Regions from separate parts of the Sus scrofa genome. Here region 2 is linked to region 1. A link is a contact called in public Hi-C data. All regions are on one chromosome and are shown on one strand. The core of a region is the stretch at or near the end of the contact, and the rest is flanking DNA. Distances in the headings are between cores, read along the strand shown. Region 1 holds the start of ZNF165 (zinc finger protein 165). Region 2 holds the start of ZNF389 (zinc finger protein 389).

Region 1 (2,931 bases), core at 240-2,739:
TCATGCTTGCAGTTCTTCTTGAGGCTCAGTGGTAACGAACTCGACTAGAATCCATGAGGATGCTAGGTTCCATCCTTGGCCTCCCTCAGTGGGTTAAGGAGCTGGCGATGTGGTGAGCTGTGGTATAGGTCACAGTTGTGGCTCAGATCCTGTGTTGCTGTGGCTGGGGTGTAGGTGGGCAGCTGTAGCTCCCATTTAACCCCTAGCCTGGGAAATTTCCATATGCTGAGGGTTAGGCCCTAAAAAGGCAAAAAAAAAAAAAAAAAAAAAAATTCATGCTAAGTAACTGATTCTACATGTCATCTCCTCAGATAGCTGAAAGTTCTGTCTCCAGGTGTCTAATCACTTCTCATCCACTTAAAACAGTTCAAAACTCTAGATAAAACTATTTGTTCTCAAGATAATTTGATTTGATATATTTTCCCTAAAGCCAGGTGTCAAATGTCTTACTAACCTCAAGATAATAAATATTTATGGAGAATCCAATGCTTTACGACCATCGGGTTGGAGAAGAGTTACCAAAAAACGTAAGCAGGATGTAAACAAATGCTATTCCAACAGACAGTAAGGAGTAATTAGTTACATTGGGAAAGGTGGAAGTTCGGAAAAGTGTAGGGTTCTGGTTGGAGGAGTAGGTCCCCGGAGTTTATGTTGGGATAGAGAGGAAGAGGAAGAGTTTTGTTGGAGGAGGGATAGGAGTTAGGGGAAATCCAAAAGGTCACAGAGTAGAGGAGGGAATTCAAAGTACTTGCTGAGAAAGGCTCCCACAGCACCTTGTCTTTCTCATATTGAGGCACTTTCCAGTCTTACAACTACCTGCTGTGATGTCCTGTTTTGAACTCTAGAAAGAGGGCAGGGGTTCAGTACAGGTTTCACGGCATCCCCGGTACACAAGAAATAACTCATTAAATATTTACTGTGTGAGGAAATTTCACGAGGATGCCGGGCTGACCGACCCTACTTTTCCTACTCAAAGGCGGGTTACTTCTCCCATGAAAAGCAGGAGTCGGGGACAGACCCTGGGGCAGTTTCTTCTGAAACAGAAATCCCCCTTCCCCTTCCGTCTCGACTGGGTCAATCCACTTCTCTTACCAGTTACCCTGGAATCGGAGAACCAAACAGCTCGCCGCCCCCCAAACCACGCCCCGCAGCCCTCAACGATGACGTCACGCGCGGCGGGGGTAACCATGGAAACCTTCATTTCCCTCCCGAAATAGGCGGGCGAGAAAGCTCTCCCAAGGCCAACCCTAGTTCCACCTTTCCTTGGGATTCCTCTGAGGTCTCGGGTCCAGAGCGCCACGGGGCTGCTGCATTTCCGAAGGGAACATGATAGGGACTGGGTGTTTGGAGGGGACAAAGGGCCAGACACCTGGGTCCCCGGACCCGGACTCACCTCTCCCGCAGGGCTGGTTCCGATCGGACACTTCCGGTGGAAGGACGGCGCTGCACTGTCTCTCAAGGCTTCCTTCCACGGAGACTTTTGAGGCTGCGCAGTAGGAGACTGGCGGGTTTTGGACTGCGATTCCCAGAAGTCTTCGGGTTTCCTCAGGCGCTCGGACTCCATTTCCCGGGTATTTTCGTCCCGGTCTTAAAGTTCTCAGAGTTTTTTATGGTAGTAGTAAACTTTTCTCTACCGCTCCCATGTGGCCTCGTCCTTGACTTCAGTCTAAGGTGGTGAAATGGAAACCCATGCAGGGGGATGCAGTTCAGACTTCACTTTTGGACTCCAGGAGGCTTTTTTCCCTCGAACCCTTGATTTATCCTCCAACCCAGGTGGAACGCAGATATACACAGTAGGATTAACTGTAACGCCTGGCTCAAGACTTCTATTCATGACCCGAAAGTGTGAACATTCTCGAATCCGTTACCAAATCTTTAAGAACTAGAACATTGACAATAACTTAACCATTACTACAACTCCTTCTCTTGTCTCCCTCCGTATCTCCTATAATCTGAGGTAACCACTATTAAAAATTTTCTGTTCCCTTGTTAAAAAGATAGTTCTGTTTGGTATATACTTAAGGTCAAACAACATATGCTTTTAATTTTAGTTGTTTCTCACTAAAAGGCATCGTGTCATTGGTAATTGATATTTGCTTCTTTACACTCAGCAATTTGTTACCAAGATTTATCGAAATTGTTGAGTTAAAATTAACTTTCATTACTGTGTAACGTTGCAGTTGTGACTATAACATCGTGTTCATCCATTCTTCTAAAGACAGGCTGATACGCTGTTGTCTCTCTTCTGAACTAAAATAACCTGTTAAGTGAGGCCTCTGCTTCTACCTGTATCCTCCACAGTCCGGTCTCAATTAGAACATTTGGAGTGATACTGTTTTTGTTTTATAAATCAGAATATCATTTTTTTTCTTATGTGGATCTTCTACTATCATCTCATTTATTTATTTAACAATTCTTTTTAATTGAGATATAGTTGATGTGCAATATTATATAGGTTTCGAGTGTACAACATAGTTATTCACAATTTTAAAGGTTGTACTCCATTTACAATATTGGCTGTATTCCCTGTGCTGAACCATATATACTTGTAGCTTATTTATTTATTTTTGGCCACGTTGTAGGCATGCGGAAGGACTGGAGCTTGTATCACAGCAGTGACCCAAGCCACAGCAGTGACAACACCGAATCCTTAACCCTCTAGGTCATGAAGGAATTCCATCTTATTTATTTTACATACAGTAGTTTGGACCTCTTAATCCTCTTCTCATAACTGGCCCCTCCCCACTTCCCTGTTTCCACTGGTAACCACTAGTTTGTTCTCTATATCTGTAAGTCTTTTTTTTTTTTTTTGGTTATATTCACTAGTGTGTTTTATTTAGATTATCATTTAGATAAATGATATTATACAGTACTTGTCTTTTTCTTTTCTTTTTTTTTTTGTCTTTTAGGGCCAGATCCATGGCCTATGGA
Region 2 (2,825 bases), core at 309-2,808, 71 kb before region 1:
GAGAGATCTTATTTCCACCCTGATTCCCTCTGAGTTTGCCACCCCCATAGGTAATCGATTTTATTAGTTTCTTACGTCTTTCTAGTATTTTTTCTTTTTTTTAGAGCTGCACCTGCGGCATATGAAAGTTCCCAGGCTAGGGATCAGAAAACTACAAAACGCCAAAGTTTAACACAAGCCTCCTGTAGGAAGGAGGGTCTGTATCCACCAGCCTATGCCACAGCCACAGCCACAGCCACGCTGGATCTGATCTGTGTCTGTGACCTACACACAGCTCACGGCAATGCCTGATCCTTAACAGGCCAGGGATCAAGCCCAGAACCTCATGGTTACTAGCCAGATTCGCTGCTGCTGCGCAACAATGGGAACTCCTTCCAGTACTTCTTTACCCAAACAAGTAGAGCCTCTGATTTTCTTAAATCAGTTTCAAGCCCCACAAATCAAGCACAGGTTTACTGTCATGGACACTACACCCTCCACGGCTTAGGAATTGTACCATTTCTGAGTGATGCTGTTCTATCAGGTTTGAAAAAGGTTCACTCAGGGCGCAGGTCACACGCAAATGAACCCTAGCCTAGAGTCCAGGAACATGGTTACCATGGAAGCAGCTGGTCCTACCCAAACCCCTTCTGTTCTGTAGCTTGCTCACACTTGAATTAGCCTTTCCTGCGGTTAGCTGCCTCAATGCGCCCTCTTTTCCCTAATATACTCCCCTCCCAGCCCCAAACTGCTGATACTAACTTCAGGAAACTACAAAGAAAAATAAATGATTTTTTTCCTGAGTAAAATATCTTAAGGCTACAATTATGTACCAAGTACCTTTCTGAGCTGTTATCAGATACCTTAATATTTTTAATTTCGAAGAAAAGCTATCAACGCGAAAGACATTTGCTCTCATCTTTGAAACTCAAGAAAAAGGATGGGGGGCGAAGCGGAACGGAATATAGATACCAAAAGAAGAGTTTCCATGAACAGAACATTCAGCTAAACTGACTTTCTCTTTGAGGCAAAACGAAAATATTTCAAGAACATCTAAGTAAAGTTGCCAAAGGTCCCTCAGCTACCAAGATTACAACAACACAAAGGAGAGCGAAGGGCCCAGGGACAAGAGAAAAGATCTCCCTCTCCGTCCCTCCCTTTCCCGCGCCGGGAAATCGGGACCCGGCCGGAAAAGCCAAGGGGGTCACTCGCTAGACGGTGAGTCCTCCGAGCCTCTGAGCTGCAGGTGGGGAACTCGGGGGCGCGGGGGGGGGGTGTCTCTGGGGAGGTGGCAATATTAGCACAGCAACGGCCCAGAGGAAGGGACAGAAGAGGGGGGAGGGCGGAGAAAAGGGGAAGAAAAAGGGAGCAAAAGAGAAGGGAGGAGCAGGCGAAGACGGTGGAGGACACGGGTCGGGCGCCGGATCGAGGGGCATGAGGCAAGGAGCCGCAGCGCGCAGTCACCCCCTCTGTGGCTCTTCGCCCCAGCGCTCACTCCAAACCCGAGGGAAAAGACGAGGGAGCACTTACCTGGAAAACTGTGATCTCGTGACCTCACTGTCCGTTTAACGCCTGCACTGGCCTGCAGAGGTCGACTTCCGCGGAACCCCGCCCCCCGGCACCTGGTGGTCGCTCTAGGATCCTGGAGGCTTCCCTCTCGGTGGTTCGGTGGTTCGTGAGCCGACGACCTGAAAGGAGAGAGGAAAGGGTTCTATTTACCCAGAAGGCATTTTAGGTTTTTTACCTCCCTTAATCCTGCAGAGCAGACGTTACAGTCCTCCTCTCATATATAAGAAACCCGAAGAGTTTCCTGGTGGCTCAGCAGGTTAAGGATCCCGAATTGTCGCTGTTGCTCTGGTCAGTGGTCTGGGAACATCCACAACCGTCGGGGAATGCCACCAAACAGATAACTTTTCTGAGCTGGACAACTAATAAAAGAGCAGAGGTGAAATTTGAACCTAGATCTGTAACAGTCCAGTTCCTTCCAGGGGGACCAGCAAATATAGCTCCTGAGGGCTTAAGTCTCAGAAAGTAATCCCCATATTAATTTGTTGTGCTTTGTTTGTTTTTTTTTGGCCAAGTCTGAAGCATTCGGAAGTTCCCAGGCCAGGGATCCAACCCGGGCCACAAAAGTGACAAGCCAAGTCCCTAACCACTGGGCCACCAGAGACCTCCCCTATATTAATTGTAAATTTAGCGCTATTCAAATAACAATTCAAATCTTTAATAAGTAGATTTTTGGAGTTGAAGACTGCCTGGGCAAACTGAAAAAGAAGGGAGATGAAGGGGCACTTGTCCTAAAGGATTTTAAACATATTATAAAGCCTTAATAATTAAACAGTGTAGTACTGGTAGGTGAGATAGACATACAAATGATACAGAATAGAAAGTTCAGAAATAGATGCAAATGTTGGGAGTTCCCATTGTGGCTCAGTGAGTTATGAACCCAACTAGTATCCATGAGGATGCAGGTTCAATCCCTGGCCTCACTTAGTGGGTCAATGATCTGGCATTACCATGAGCTGTGGTGTAGATTACAGATGTGGCTTGGATCCCGAGTCGTGGTGGCTGTGGCTGTGGCTCTGGCCAGCAGCTGCAGCTCCAATTCAACGCCTAGCCTGGGAACTTCCATATCCCGTGGGCAAGGCCCTTAAAAAAATAAAAAGACAAAAAAAAAAAAAAAAAAAAAAGGAAATAGAAGCAAACGTTATGAAAGGGTTGGGCTGCTCCACCACTCTAAGGCCAATAAAGAGGCAAGATCTGTGGAAAGGAAAGTTTGCTTTATTTCGGAGGCTGGTGATGGGGGAGGGAAGGCTACTCCTTTACCAAGTCTGACTCCCTCCACT

Evidence for each region. Hi-C and Micro-C count contacts between places; a contact is called where the count stands out from the background.
Region 2: a Hi-C map of alveolar macrophages shows a contact between it and region 1, with 2.6 times the contacts expected there. The contact joins the promoter of ZNF389 here to the promoter of ZNF165 in region 1. A contact is called at or near these places in 11 of 47 Hi-C or Micro-C datasets (adipose tissue, alveolar macrophages, blood and 5 more) and 2 of 2 datasets of contacts at active chromatin or transcription factors (alveolar macrophages and skeletal muscle).

The regions. Positions count from the first base shown.
Region 1 is chr7:21,934,710-21,937,640 of Sscrofa11.1, reverse strand. ZNF165 (zinc finger protein 165) reads right to left here and starts at 1,489. Exons shown (of 4, transcript XM_005665673.3): 1 at 1,394-1,489.
Region 2 is chr7:22,006,117-22,008,941 of Sscrofa11.1, reverse strand. It overlaps ZNF389 (zinc finger protein 389), which reads right to left and starts at 1,558. Exons shown (of 2, transcript NM_001145130.1): 1 at 1,510-1,558.